Regions from separate parts of the Sparus aurata genome. Here region 2 is linked to region 1. The links are chromatin contacts, called in public Hi-C maps. All regions are on one chromosome and are shown on one strand. Each heading gives the region's core, a stretch centred on a gene start, on an enhancer-like site or on the middle of the called end of the contact. The rest is flanking DNA. Distances are from core to core; before and after follow the strand shown.

The links. A called contact is a pair of places that touch in the nucleus more often than the background predicts.
Region 2: a Hi-C map of an unstated tissue shows a contact between it and region 1, with 2.7 times the contacts expected there. The contact joins the promoter of ap3b1a here to the promoter of wdr41 in region 1. A contact is called at or near these places in 2 of 2 Hi-C or Micro-C datasets (skeletal muscle and an unstated tissue).

What each region holds. Positions count from the first base shown.
Region 1 is chr12:27,838,501-27,844,499 of fSpaAur1.1, forward strand. It overlaps wdr41 (WD repeat domain 41), which reads right to left and starts at 3,707. Exons shown (of 13, transcript XM_030436747.1): 1 at 3,282-3,707; 2 at 1,565-1,680; 3 at 114-162; 4 at 1-22. The coding sequence starts at 3,329.
Region 2 is chr12:27,989,194-27,996,021 of fSpaAur1.1, forward strand. ap3b1a (adaptor related protein complex 3 subunit beta 1a) reads right to left here and starts at 4,546. Exons shown (of 27, transcript XM_030436126.1): 1 at 4,233-4,546. The coding sequence starts at 4,369. LOC115592868 (secretory carrier-associated membrane protein 1) reads right to left here. Exons shown (of 9, transcript XM_030436076.1): 9 at 5,352-6,828.

The DNA of each region.
Region 1 (5,999 bases), core at 2,457-4,956:
GCTCCTGCAGCCTCTCTCCGGTCTGACGGGCACCAGGAGAGAAAGCAATTAGCTGCACTGTGTCGTCTGCAGCATCACAACGCTCTGAAATACTACAGTTACAAATGTGTCACCTCGATATTCCAGACCAGAACCAGGCCGTCGTCTCCTGCTGAGGCACATCTGCAAAACAAGATGGAAGCCATGAGTCGTCTCTTACATGTGGACTCGTACCTGACATGATATCATCAGTGCTGAGTGATCTGATCACAGCTGGAGCTCAGAGTACAGATGTGACTGTCAGGGAGACGCACTGAGGACACATCTGAGATCCGAGCACTCAAAACACATTCAGCGGTGGCCTGAGCTGCATGTGACCACATTCTGGAAGAAGAAGAAGAAGAAGAAGACAGAAGAAAAAAAGGATGAAGATGACAGCGATGAAGAAAAGGAAGAAGACAGAAGAAGAAGAAAAGAAAGAAGACAGAAGAAGAAACAAGAAGACAGAAAAATAAACACGACAGCTACGAAGAAGAAGAAAAAGAGGAAGAAGATAGAAGAAAAAAGGATGAAGACGAAGGTGATGAAGAAAGGGAAGAAGAAGAAGACAGAAGAAGACAGAAGAAGACGGAAGAAGAAGACAGAAGAAAGAAGAAGACAGAAGAAGAAGACAGAAGAAAGAAGGATGTAGATGACAGTGACAAAGAAGAAGATGAAGAAGAAGGAGACAGAACAGCAGACAGAATGGATCACACACTGCCTGAGTTCCACGTGGTTCACTGTAATGTAAACGACATGTTTGGGCTCTCTTATCTTCTTCTTCTTCTTCTTCTTGTTTCAGAGGACTCCCTCTTGTGATCGGATCACTCGGGGTGGATAATGAAACCGGGTCTGAACAGCCTCCAGGTTAATAATAACTTCCAGTAGCTCCGTCTCCACCTGAGACTTCTTTAGAAAAACATCTGTCCTGAGGCTCTCCACCTTCACTTGGCCTCTGACCCTCACCCATCCACCGCCCTGTTCCCAAAATCAACAGACAGGATGAGCAGGATAAAACAGAGAGGTAAAAATAAGAAGGGAGGAACTGTCCAGGATACATTTTCGGACTTCAAAAGCAATCTGGAGAGAATTTTCTGGCCTTTGCCCCCGACTGAGGACCTGTGAGCGGAGAGGACGAGGCCCAGAGGAGGGGGTTATTACTGGGGGAGACCAGGCGTGACGCGACCCCACCTCCCCACCTCCCCACACACACACACACACACACACACACTTAGTTGTGTTATAAATCCCAATCTGAGCACTTATGCAGACGCACTGTACCATGCCAGTGTGCAGCATGCTTCCACAAAGCAGCGCCGAGAGGAGAGCAGGTGCATGTGTGTGTGCACAGCATTAACAGGCTTTAGCTCTACTGTACACTGCACACACACAATCACACAGCGGTGATGATTGGGCTCTTGTCATGCTCTGTAAGTTTTCCGTAGGTGAGGATCTCCTGTCAATCACAGAGGGATAGAGGCCAGCCGAGGGTAGAGAGGAGAGAGGTTAGAGAGAGAGGAGAGAGGGGGGGTCGTGCTCCGCTTACCTGAAGTCATCAATCTGCACCAGAAATCGAACAATGTCAAAATGTCCTTTCAGCACCTGCAGCTCAGTGAACCAGTTTTTGGGCTGTTCCTCTCCGATGCACAACACGGGGCTTTTCTGCAGACACACGAGGGAAAGTGTTGAGACAAACAGGCCGAGAGAGAGCCGAGGGAGTCCAGAGCTGCGCTGAATATCAGCGACTCGTCTTTTGTTTCCATTCCTCCTTTAAACTCGGCAGATGGTTTCACTCTCTGGGCTCAGAGACGCTGAATTATTACAGCTACAACAAACAGTTCCTCTTACTGTTGATTATTTTCCACATTAATCGATTAGTGGTTTGGTTGAAAAAGAAAATGTCAATGGGTGTTTCATCCTCAAATGTCCAAAGATATTCAGTTTACAGTCACAGAGGAGGAAAGAAACCAGAAAATATTCACAGCTAACAAGCTGAAATCAGATTGTTCTTACTTATTTTTTTATCTTTTATTAACTGAAATAGATTATCAAAGTAATTTGGGATTCATTTAATAGTTGACAACTAAGTAAATCGATTTATTTTGCAGCTCTTCAGCAAATTAACTAGTAGGAATGCAAATTTATAGCAATTTCTTGAATTGGTAGTAAAAAAAATTTATTATCTGCTCAACATGTATGAAATGTGTTGGATGTTGTTCAGTATGAAACTATTCTAACAGCCGACTCGATCAATCATCCTTCAGGATTCCTGAACATTTCCAGCGCTGCTTCGTTCACTTCACTGTCAGATTATTTCATCTGACTGAGTTTTGTTTTTGATTTGAGAGGAGTTCATGTTGTTGGTTCGATATGTAAACTGATTTTATTCATGAAGCACTTTGTGACCTCGCTGTGTGAACGCTGCTTTATCAAATAAACTTTACTTACTTACTGACTTTAAATAAATGCAGTGTTGGGTAACACATCAATATATTTCTTTTAGCGGTGACAGCGAGATAAAACACGTTACTAATAATATTTCAGTAATATATTACTACAGTTATGTCACATAACATGTTACAATGCCTGTTACTGAAGTGAGGCGTGTACTGTTGTTTTTTTTTAACATATTAATATAGAACCTGTTCGTTAATACAGCCGAGACTACAAGTTCTGTGTTCAGTCTCTGTGTGACTGAAATGAGGGTATTTTGTTTAAAGTAGTAAGTAATCCATTACTCTACTCAGACAGTAACGCTGAAATGAAGGTAACTAATCATATGTAATATTTTGCATTTTGAAAACAACTTTCCCAACACTGCATTCATGTAGAGGAGTAAAAAAAACTACAACAGTTCCCTCAATTGTACTCGTACAAGTACCTTAGAATCGCAGTACTTGAGTAAATATACTCAGTTACTTCCATCAGTGCTCGTCAGTCTCGCAGATCTTATTCTACAGACACATGAAGCTTGTGGAGATCAGACAGTAACATGATGCATCAGCTCAGACATCATCATCATTCATCACATCGAGATAAAAAGAGTAATAAGACACATTAAACATGAAGCTGGTGGAGTAACGTGACAGCTAGCTCATGTTTCACGTCTTATTTCCCGTGTTAGAAGCGTTTGTTCACTCTGGACATGTTGGAACTGTAATAAATTACCTCACAGTTTGTACATTTTAATGTTCTTGACAGCTAGCTTACACTTTCAGTATTAGCTTGTCTCAGGTAACGTTAGCTTCCGTTACTTCTCTTACCTCCGCGGAGCCCTGAGCCTCGCGACCACCGAGGATCCACCGCAGCATGACGTCAATATTAACGATTAACGACTAACTGATGAGCAGAATGAAGTCCGTTTATATATTAATCTGAAAACGAGCCGGAATCATAGCTAGCCTAGCGCGAACGTTAGCATAACAAACAAGCTAACGTCATTACGCTATAACGGTCGTAAACAGAAACACGAGACACTTCCGCTCGATTATTACCGCGCTAATTATCGGTAATTATGAGAAGATGACACGCTTCGTTACGTTAACCGGATAATTTAAACACACGTCAGTGAATGTGACGTTTCAGCAGCAGTTTGTGAGCCGGCTGCATGTTTTTAAAAGAGGTTAAATTCACTGACGACCACAACAAACCGCTCATGTGACTCAAACTACGGAAGCTTTGGAGGGACGCGATTCATCCAGGACGATAAAAAAAAGAGAAGCAAGCACAACAAACTGCTGGTTGTGTTTTATTCTTTGTTACAGGAACAAAGAGTTCATCATGTGTTCATTAACTAAACACAATGAACATCAGCTGCATGCTCAGCTTCAGATATAATAACAGAAGAATTGATCTATTAAATCTGGATTTGTTGGTTTGTTGGTTTATGCTGAGAGAATAATTAGGTTAATATCACTTTTACTGAATCAAAACAAAACATTCTCCAGTTATAAAGTCAAAATCAGGGACAAGGTTTATGGTCACAGTGCCAGAATAGATCACAAAGAATAAAAACTATTTATTCTGTTATCCTTTAAAGTTGATAAGCTGATGATTTACTGGATAATATCTGCACATGATTATTGTTCTTATTGTATTAGTCAACAGTGATATAGCAGATAACAACAACGTACATGTGGTGACCAAACAACAGTGTTTCTGTGCAATTTTGACTTCTTTAAAAGAAAAGAAAAGAAAATCAAACTCTTTGACACCCATCGAATAATGAATAATTAATTACGACAGATTTAAAGATTTAAAATCTTCTTGAAATAAAATCTTCATCACAGAATCTCTAAATATGTAATCAGTGTAACCAGGTCTGACTGATTATTATTATTAATAATATTAAGTATTTTCACTAACATCACAGTTAAAAGTCTGCATATAATCATGTTTAATCACAGAATTTTACAAAACAATATAAATATTGTCTGGTTAATGTTTCATGGTTGATCAATAAAACAGTGAATTGCATTTTAATTGTCTGCATGTGTTTAAAATGATCCAAGTACCCAGTATGTTATTACAACCTCGTGTTAATCAATTGTAACAGACTTTAGACACGTTCATTCACCTTGAAACATAAAAGTAAACATTAACTGAAAAACTCCATATAAAAAATGTATGTTAGCTGTACCTGCTTTTGTTTTTACTGTGAGAACTAAATAACTTGAGAAAAACACTTCATATTACTGATTAAAGGTCATTTAACTTGAGAAACTGAGTGAATGTTACTGCAGTTTGTCTATGTAATCAGTTCCAACAGTGGTTTGGAGTTCAATTAACTAATTGGGGTTTTAGAGTGAAGAACCTTATAAAGTAAAACAACATTTGGTTTGGATGGATTTCACTTTCTGCTCATCGTGTGTCGCGCTGAATATTTTCACCGTCTGATTTTAAGACATTTTTTCATATTCTGATCAGATTTCTTCTTCTCATCTAGTGAGAAGAAAATGTCAAAAAATAAAAATCTAGGTGTTAATTTGAGTTCATATTTCTCCTCTGAACATTTATGGAAATGTTTACATATTCAGTTAGATCATCGGGGGAGTTTTAATGATGAGACATGTGAGTTAACATTTGTTTCCTCTTCACCAGTTTCTGTCTAAAATGTCTGAATTTTAAAATCCAGAATATTAAAATGAGTTTTTCTCAGAATTCTTCACTTCAGCCTCTCTGACAGTCACCAGAGTTTCACAGCCTGATTTATAGAAGATTATAGATAAAATGTTATTGTCATTATAGACAATTTTAAAAACATGGAAATAATTGATTTCTTTTCGTGGCTGCCGACAGTATTTTATGATTTATGAGGAGATGAAAAGAGAAATCTGTAAAAACCTTTGACTCTAAAACGTCAACGACATGAAACAAGAAGTTTGAACCTGAATTCATCAGATGTTCAGATTTCAGTGATACTTCCATATTTAAACTCACATTTTATTATCTAAATGTTTGTAATCAGCTGAGGACGCCTCTTTCTAAAAGTGTTTCACATTAAAAGTCTGTCTTTGTCCACAGAACTCGTTCATTGTGTTCAAAACAAGCCGTGATGTCACAAAAAACATCCAAAGTAAAACTCTATTTTTTGTTGTTTTTGGAGGTGAAATATGAAGTTCCAACACAGTCAGCTGCAGTTTAAACAGGCGTCGTCCTCCTTTGTGCAGCTAGATGGCAGTGTGTGACAATCCCATGAGATGAGAGGAAGCTTCACACCTCCATGAACCACAGAGAACCAGAACCAGGAGCCTCCTGTTGTGTTGATCTGAATCATGAGCATAAATCTTCAAAACATCAAAATGGTTTGTTTGATTCTCGTGTGATTTCACTTCTCTTTGTTTCCTCCACCTGGATTCATGCGTTCATGTTGACCTGCTGTCTCTCTTCACATCCTCCATCCTCCATCCTCCACTCTCCTCCTCTGTTAACACACACACACATCACACACACAGTCACACACACAGTCACACACACACACA
Region 2 (6,828 bases), core at 3,296-5,795, 150 kb after region 1:
CTTGAGTCAAAGATTCTCTGATTCCAGCGTCTCACATGTGAATATGTTCTGATTTCTTTCCTCCTCTGCGACAAAGTGAGACATCTGCAGACGTTATCTTGGGATTTTCTCACCATTTTCTGACATGACAACTAATCAAATAATGGAGAAAATCAGATATGGAGAAAACACATCAACCAACAATGAAAGTGCCTGTTAGTTGCAGCCCTTCTGTCACATACAACCAAAGCAGTGAAACCCAGTGAAACTCATCTTTAGTCACAGATAATCAGCCAATAAGACGACAGAACGTTGCAGGAATGTGACAAACACTCAATAAACTTAAATAACAAAAGCGACTGAAACAGTTTTAATTCCCAAATATGTAGCTGAGGAGACACGGATGCTTGAGGATGTACAGGCCGCAGCATTGTGAATTGTGTGGAGAGAGGAGCAGACAGAAGCATCATTCATGCCTCTGTGTTCTCACTCTGGTCCTCCAGCTTGGCTTAGAGGTCGACAAACATATGACCGAGACTAGCCTAACAGGGTGGATGATCATGTGAGACAGCTTAGAGGTTCACTTTAGCATGCTAAGCAACATTTAACGGTTTGGAAAAAGAAAAGGCCTCAAATTGAGAATCACAACAGGCTAAATCCTGCAGCAGAGAAAACTCCGCTGCAGGGTGAATCTGCAGGACAGATATGAGAACATTCCTAGATGAAATATTTACTGAGGTATTTAAATCTGGATCTGCTCTGGTGTGTCCTTCACATTCCCACTCAGGTAGCATCAAACCTGAGCAGCTCAGCAGCAGAAACACTGAGCTCACAAGTAAGTTAGTGAATGTAAAGGACGGATGTACTGATGTCTGGCTGCCCTCTAGTGGCAGATGTCTGGGATGAAACTCTGACCACAATCCAGTTTCAGTTTGACACAGTGGAAATCTGATTAAGCGTATTTTTGACAAGCTAACTGTGACGTGGTGTTAGCGTAACACAGCAACAACAACAGAGACAAGACTGCTGTCAAAATATGTCTCATGTCTTCACAGATTCTTGTTGTTCAAACTCTAAATATGCAACTATAACTTCAGATCATTCTGTTCTTATTCAGTCGTGTGAGTCTGTGTTTTGTTATCATGTCTGAGGATGTAAAACAGCTGCAGAATAATTCAAATAGGCTGCACAGTTTAATCTCAATGAATTCAACTATAATACAGACAAACTTCAGGGGTCATACTAACACATTCATACTTTAAATTTGTTCCTTTAATCTCAACTGTTTTGTTAGCTGTCAACTATGAAATTAATTAATTGGTTTGAACATTTTCTTAAGATTAAACAGGTTAAAAAAATCTCTGATTCCAGCTTGTTAAATGTGAATATTTCCTCCTCTGTGACAGTAAACTCTCCATTTTCTGACAGCTTATAGACCAAACAACTAATCGGTTAATCAAAAAATTGTCAAAGAATTAATTGACAAAGACAACAATCGTCACATGCAGCACTCAAAGTTTCAGCTGGTTATTCATCTTCAATGCACAACTGCTGGTAAGAAGCAGAAACCTGATTACAGATTAATCTGTGTATATCTCAGTTATTGGAGGTCATAAAACATTTACACTGCTCAATACTGTATTCTTCTCATATTGGAAAATCAGCAGCTGCAACCTTCAGTCTTTTCTACAAATTCTATACATCATTCCTCCAAACAAAAGACTTTTTACACTTTCCTCCAGATGTGAGCCACAAAGACACTTTTAACTTTATTATGCAAGTACGGACTGTTATAAAAAACAAGATTAGGGACTAAAAGTACCGTCTCTTGTCTCTTTAACAGATGCATCAAATGCAAAGATTTCTGTAACCGATTAAAGAAAATTCAATCGTACATTTGTAATAAATCACTGACTTTATATAACTGCTAAGAACAACACTTTCTATGCTGCCGTGTTGGAAAAGCAGAGCACAGCTTTCTGCAAGGTGCATACAGAAAGTAAAACAAAGTGTACAGAGGTCAAAACTCCTGCAACACTTACATACTGAATAATAAAGTTGGTCTACTTGTTGGCTTCTCTGCCAGGACTCCTTTGTAAAAGAGGTATTTCAACCTCAGTGGGAATATTTCTGGTAAAATGAAGGTTAAATAAATAAAAAATAAGCATCAAATATTTAAGTTTAGAGGAACTTCATGCAAGATCATTTCTGTCAGACTTCAGGGTGTGTAACTAATCTTTTTACGTTATTACGAGTAGTGTTTTGCAGAGTCTCCTGATGTTCCTGTTCTGGCCTGTGGCTGCAGAGTGCTGAGGCATGCAGAGGTCAGTGGATCCACCTGCAGGCTGACATGTTGTTATCATTTCCATGTGGTTTGGACACGACTGCTCGTTTTCTGCAGGTTTAACACCGATGTGCTGCAGGAGGGTTTTTGTTATCGGCTGTTTGTTTTTTTTAATACTACTAGGTTTGAAAATAATTTCAATGTGAATATGTGAATTTATAGAAATCTGACCGATACTACATCTTCTTCACAACAGTCTGAAGCTCATTTCACTGTGTGAACCTGCTGAAAACCACCAGTCTACAAGATAAGTATGGTTTCTTTTAACTTCTTAATACTATGCAGAAATGTAGAGATCATTCAGTCTGAAGTCTGGAGACTAGATGTCATTGCAGCTGACTCTGAAGAAAGTCACGACTGTGCACATCATATGAAGCTCTCGAAACAAAGATTAGAGACTCGCTGAACTGGTTAAAGAACTGACGCTGACAGATCAGATGTTGTTATCAGACTACAGGGCTGCAACTAACGATTATCACCACCGCTGATTAATCTGCCAAACGTTTCCTAGACCAATCGATTAGTTGTTTGGTTTATAAAATGTAGGAAAATGGTGAAAAACTTTGATCAGTGTTTCATCTTAATTGTCCCAAAGATATTCAGGTTACTGTCATAAAGGAGGAAAGAAACAAATAAATATTCATATTTAACGAGCTGACAGCAGAGAATTTAGATTTTCTTTTCTTTAAAAACTGACTCAAACTTGTTGATAACTAATCAATCAATCATTGCAGCTACTTCTTACCATGTGAAGTATACAAAGTGCTGCAAATGTTATATGAATGCTTGAAGCTCTTTCTTATTGTGTCCCGCTTTCATTGTCACCAACTAAACTTTATATTAACCGCTGCAAAAAACATAGTCTGTATAAAACTGAAGAGATTTGAGTGAACTCTAATGAAACAGTCCATCTAGCATTCTTTTCCAGGTTTTTAAGACAAAGTCAGTGAATTGAAACGTCAAAATTTAAACAAATATTACAATATTTGGATTCTGGACACCAGAATATTACATGGTTTAGTTGATCAAATCGCAGCAGATCGAATCTCTTAACACAGCTCAGCTTGGTGTGATTCACATTACACTGATAAATTACTGGCCTGATATCAGGAAATGTATATTATCAGCTACTTATTGATAGGGCTGTAGTTTCTAGGTGATGAAAAGAGCCAATAATGTGAAGCTAACTTGCTTTAATTGACTTATTTACAGCAGTGTTTACAGAATCTGACTCAGTTAGCTGCTGTTTAAGATCCAAGAAAAACACAGAAGAAGAAGAAGAAGTAGAAGAAGAAGAAGACGAAGAAGAAGAAGAAATCACTGCATCATCCATTTTGTCACAACATCTTAGCCTTTTTACCTTCAGGTGTGTAACTACAGGTTAGGAACTTGTGTGAAATCATCGTGTTTTGATCTTATTAATGAGGAGAATTAGAATAAGGAGGCAATTATCGGTTATTGGCTGAAATAAATCCATATCGTGCATCAACACTTCTCCTAAATAACACCCTCAACCTTAATGGAGGAAGAGTAACAGTCTCCAGGTGTGCAGCTACTTTTAAACACAGTTAACTTCATGATAAACATGATCAAATCTGCATATTTCTGTCTGTTACTTTAGACTTTATGTTGCAGCTACTGTCTCTTGTGAAAAAGTGAGTTCATGTCAAAGGACGGCGACACACAGGGGACAAACAAACCGAACAAAACGTCTCGACAACGCTTCAGAATGTTGACAGTTAACGAGCAGCTAACGGTCAGTCGCCATCACCGCCTAGCTTGTTGATGCTGCGGGGTCATTCCGGTCTCTTTTCGGGTCAGCTCCACCTTAAAGGTCACCATAACTGCTCAACTTCAGCACAAACTCACAACGTTAACAGCAGACGGAACTCATGCTAAGCTAGCTTACTTTTTGAAGTCGGTGCTGAAGAGTCCGAAGGCAGCTCCGGAGCTGGAGGTGGTCGGGGTGCTCTCCTGACCCGCTTCCACGGCAGCCTCCGCTCCTCCCTGGTCGTTGTACAGGACCGCCGTCGACATGTTCCGCATTCAAACAACTTCCCGATAAATGAACTTAAACTCGCACAAACTTATAAAGTGCTCATTAACTTGGCAACAGTCTTCCTGTAAACTTCTCCGAGATTTCACTCAACTTTTACACGCAGTAGCGGAAGTGTGAGCTGGACAAGTCGGTGTCACATGACAGGGCTGCCGCTGCACACGGAGCATAGATCGACAGCGACTAGACAGAGCCGCGTGCTGACGTACAAAGTGCGTGCACCTTCAAGAATGTCTAGATCTATGCTGGACACGCCCCGGGCCGTTCTGTTGCCATGGTAACAGCGAACGGCACTTGGAACTTGTCAGAGAAGAAGAACATTACGTACTTATCAACGTTTTTTACGTAAATAAAAGAAAAATCTCTTTTTATTGGTAATCAATAACATACGCGTTATCTTTTTAAATTATCTGAGGTGAAATTGTTGGCATTTAGTTTGTCAACAACAGTCATTTAATGTAACTTAAGTACAGTTTTGAGTATTTCCATTTCCTGCTACTCGTCTTCCACTTCACTACATTTCAGGAAAATATTTCTACTTTTACTTAATTTATGTGATAACTTTAGTTACTAGTTACTTTACAGATTACATGTTGCATCAGAGCCAAAGAAGTGGATTTTGTAAATTAATTTATTTTAGCTCAATCTCAATCACTGATTTAGACAATCAGAATAATTCTGAATATTAGATCCAATAATTGGTGTACAGTACATACACATGTAAATATATTTTTAATACTTAAAGAGACACTGTGTGCTTTTGAACACAATTTCATACTGTGTTATTTTGTTTATATGTGGCGGACCCTGCCACCTTCCTAGCTTCAAACAGTGTTCTGTGACCTTATTTTCCTCTGAGAGCAGCTTGTTTGCTCACTGATGGAAAAAAAAAAAACATTTGAGTTTTTTACTTTATTTTCTATTTAGACAATCCTTTATAACTTTACACACGAACAGAAACAATAAAACACATACAGAAGAAGAGTTTTATTCAGTGTTAATACAATAAATATACAAAACTCAAACTACTCAACATGCGACTGAAGGTGAAACCAGAGTGCTTTTCAAAAATTACAGCAAAATTCAGAGCAAACAGCCGACCGTCTGTAAATTGTACAAAATATACAAACATTCCTCACTACGTTTTATCAATAATTTCAATAAAGATTTAATGTTAGAGATGCTTCTGAGTTCATTCTCAGTGTTTCTACCACAAACCATGTTGATTATGAAGCTTAAAGCCACGGTCCATCGACAGAACATCACAGTTCACGTTGCAGTGCAGTCTAACGCCTTTCTCACATTTAACTTTTTAAAATAAACAGCAAAGTTCTGTTGGTGCAGCTCAGTCTGATTATCATTAAAGGAACAGTTCACCCAAAATCTAAAATCCAACCTTTAAAACAGAGTAAATAAAGTCTTTTTGAATCAATGTGTGACCTTGAGGCCAGCTTGAGAACTCTATGGAGCCATTTTTTGTTGTCACGTTGTTATAAAGTCTCCAGTTACTTCAGTTGTTCAGCAGAATGCTGCAATGATGTTTTACCATGAAGCTCCAGAACTGTTCTGTGGACTACAACACTTCACCTGACTTTATATCATCAGGAGGACATGATGACTGGATTTTAATTTTGGGGGAACTGTTCCTTTAAGAGTACACATGCACTGGTCCAAATTAAGACAGCGTGAAATATAAAACAAAAAGAAGAGAGAACTGAGCAGAAAACAAGGCATGTCGCAGAAAGCTTCAACAGAAGAAAAATAGATCCAGATAGTCCAGAAGGATCTGAGACTCTGACCTGCACAGATTAAGACTTGAAGGCCAAACTCCGTCTTATTTACACTCCTGCACAACACACACATACGAAGGCTTCACTGGTTTAAACGTGACACACACCGACAGAGTGATCGACACATTCAGACCTCTGTGCAGCAACATGAGGTCACGTTATAGAAAAAGACACATTCAAAGAAGTCCAGATTTGATGCATTTGATTGGTGACGATCAGATTATGAAATGTCGGCATTGATCAGAGCATGACATCAACGTTTACTGGCCATGTTTGTCTTCTTTTTAACTCGTTTTTCTTTTATTGCAATATATCGATTTACAGCATGTATATTTAAAAACAGGGCTGTCTAATTTCATACACTCTCATACCATTTTTAACCTCGTCATGCAGGTGAAGAGAACATCCTGAGTTAAACTGAGGTAAGTCTCCAGGACGCGAGCAGAGCCGGAGACGAGTGACACTTTCCTCTTCAGATCACCTGTAGAAACATGCAGCTGTGCACACGGAGCGGTGGGTCGTCATCAATACATTTCTTCGTGTGAGAGCTGTGCTGAACTCAGCTGGTGAACGTTACGTGTACGAATTAACGAGCAGGAAGTCGCGATCCTTCACTCTGCACACAAAGAGTCTAATGAGCGGATTTAAAGTGCAACTTG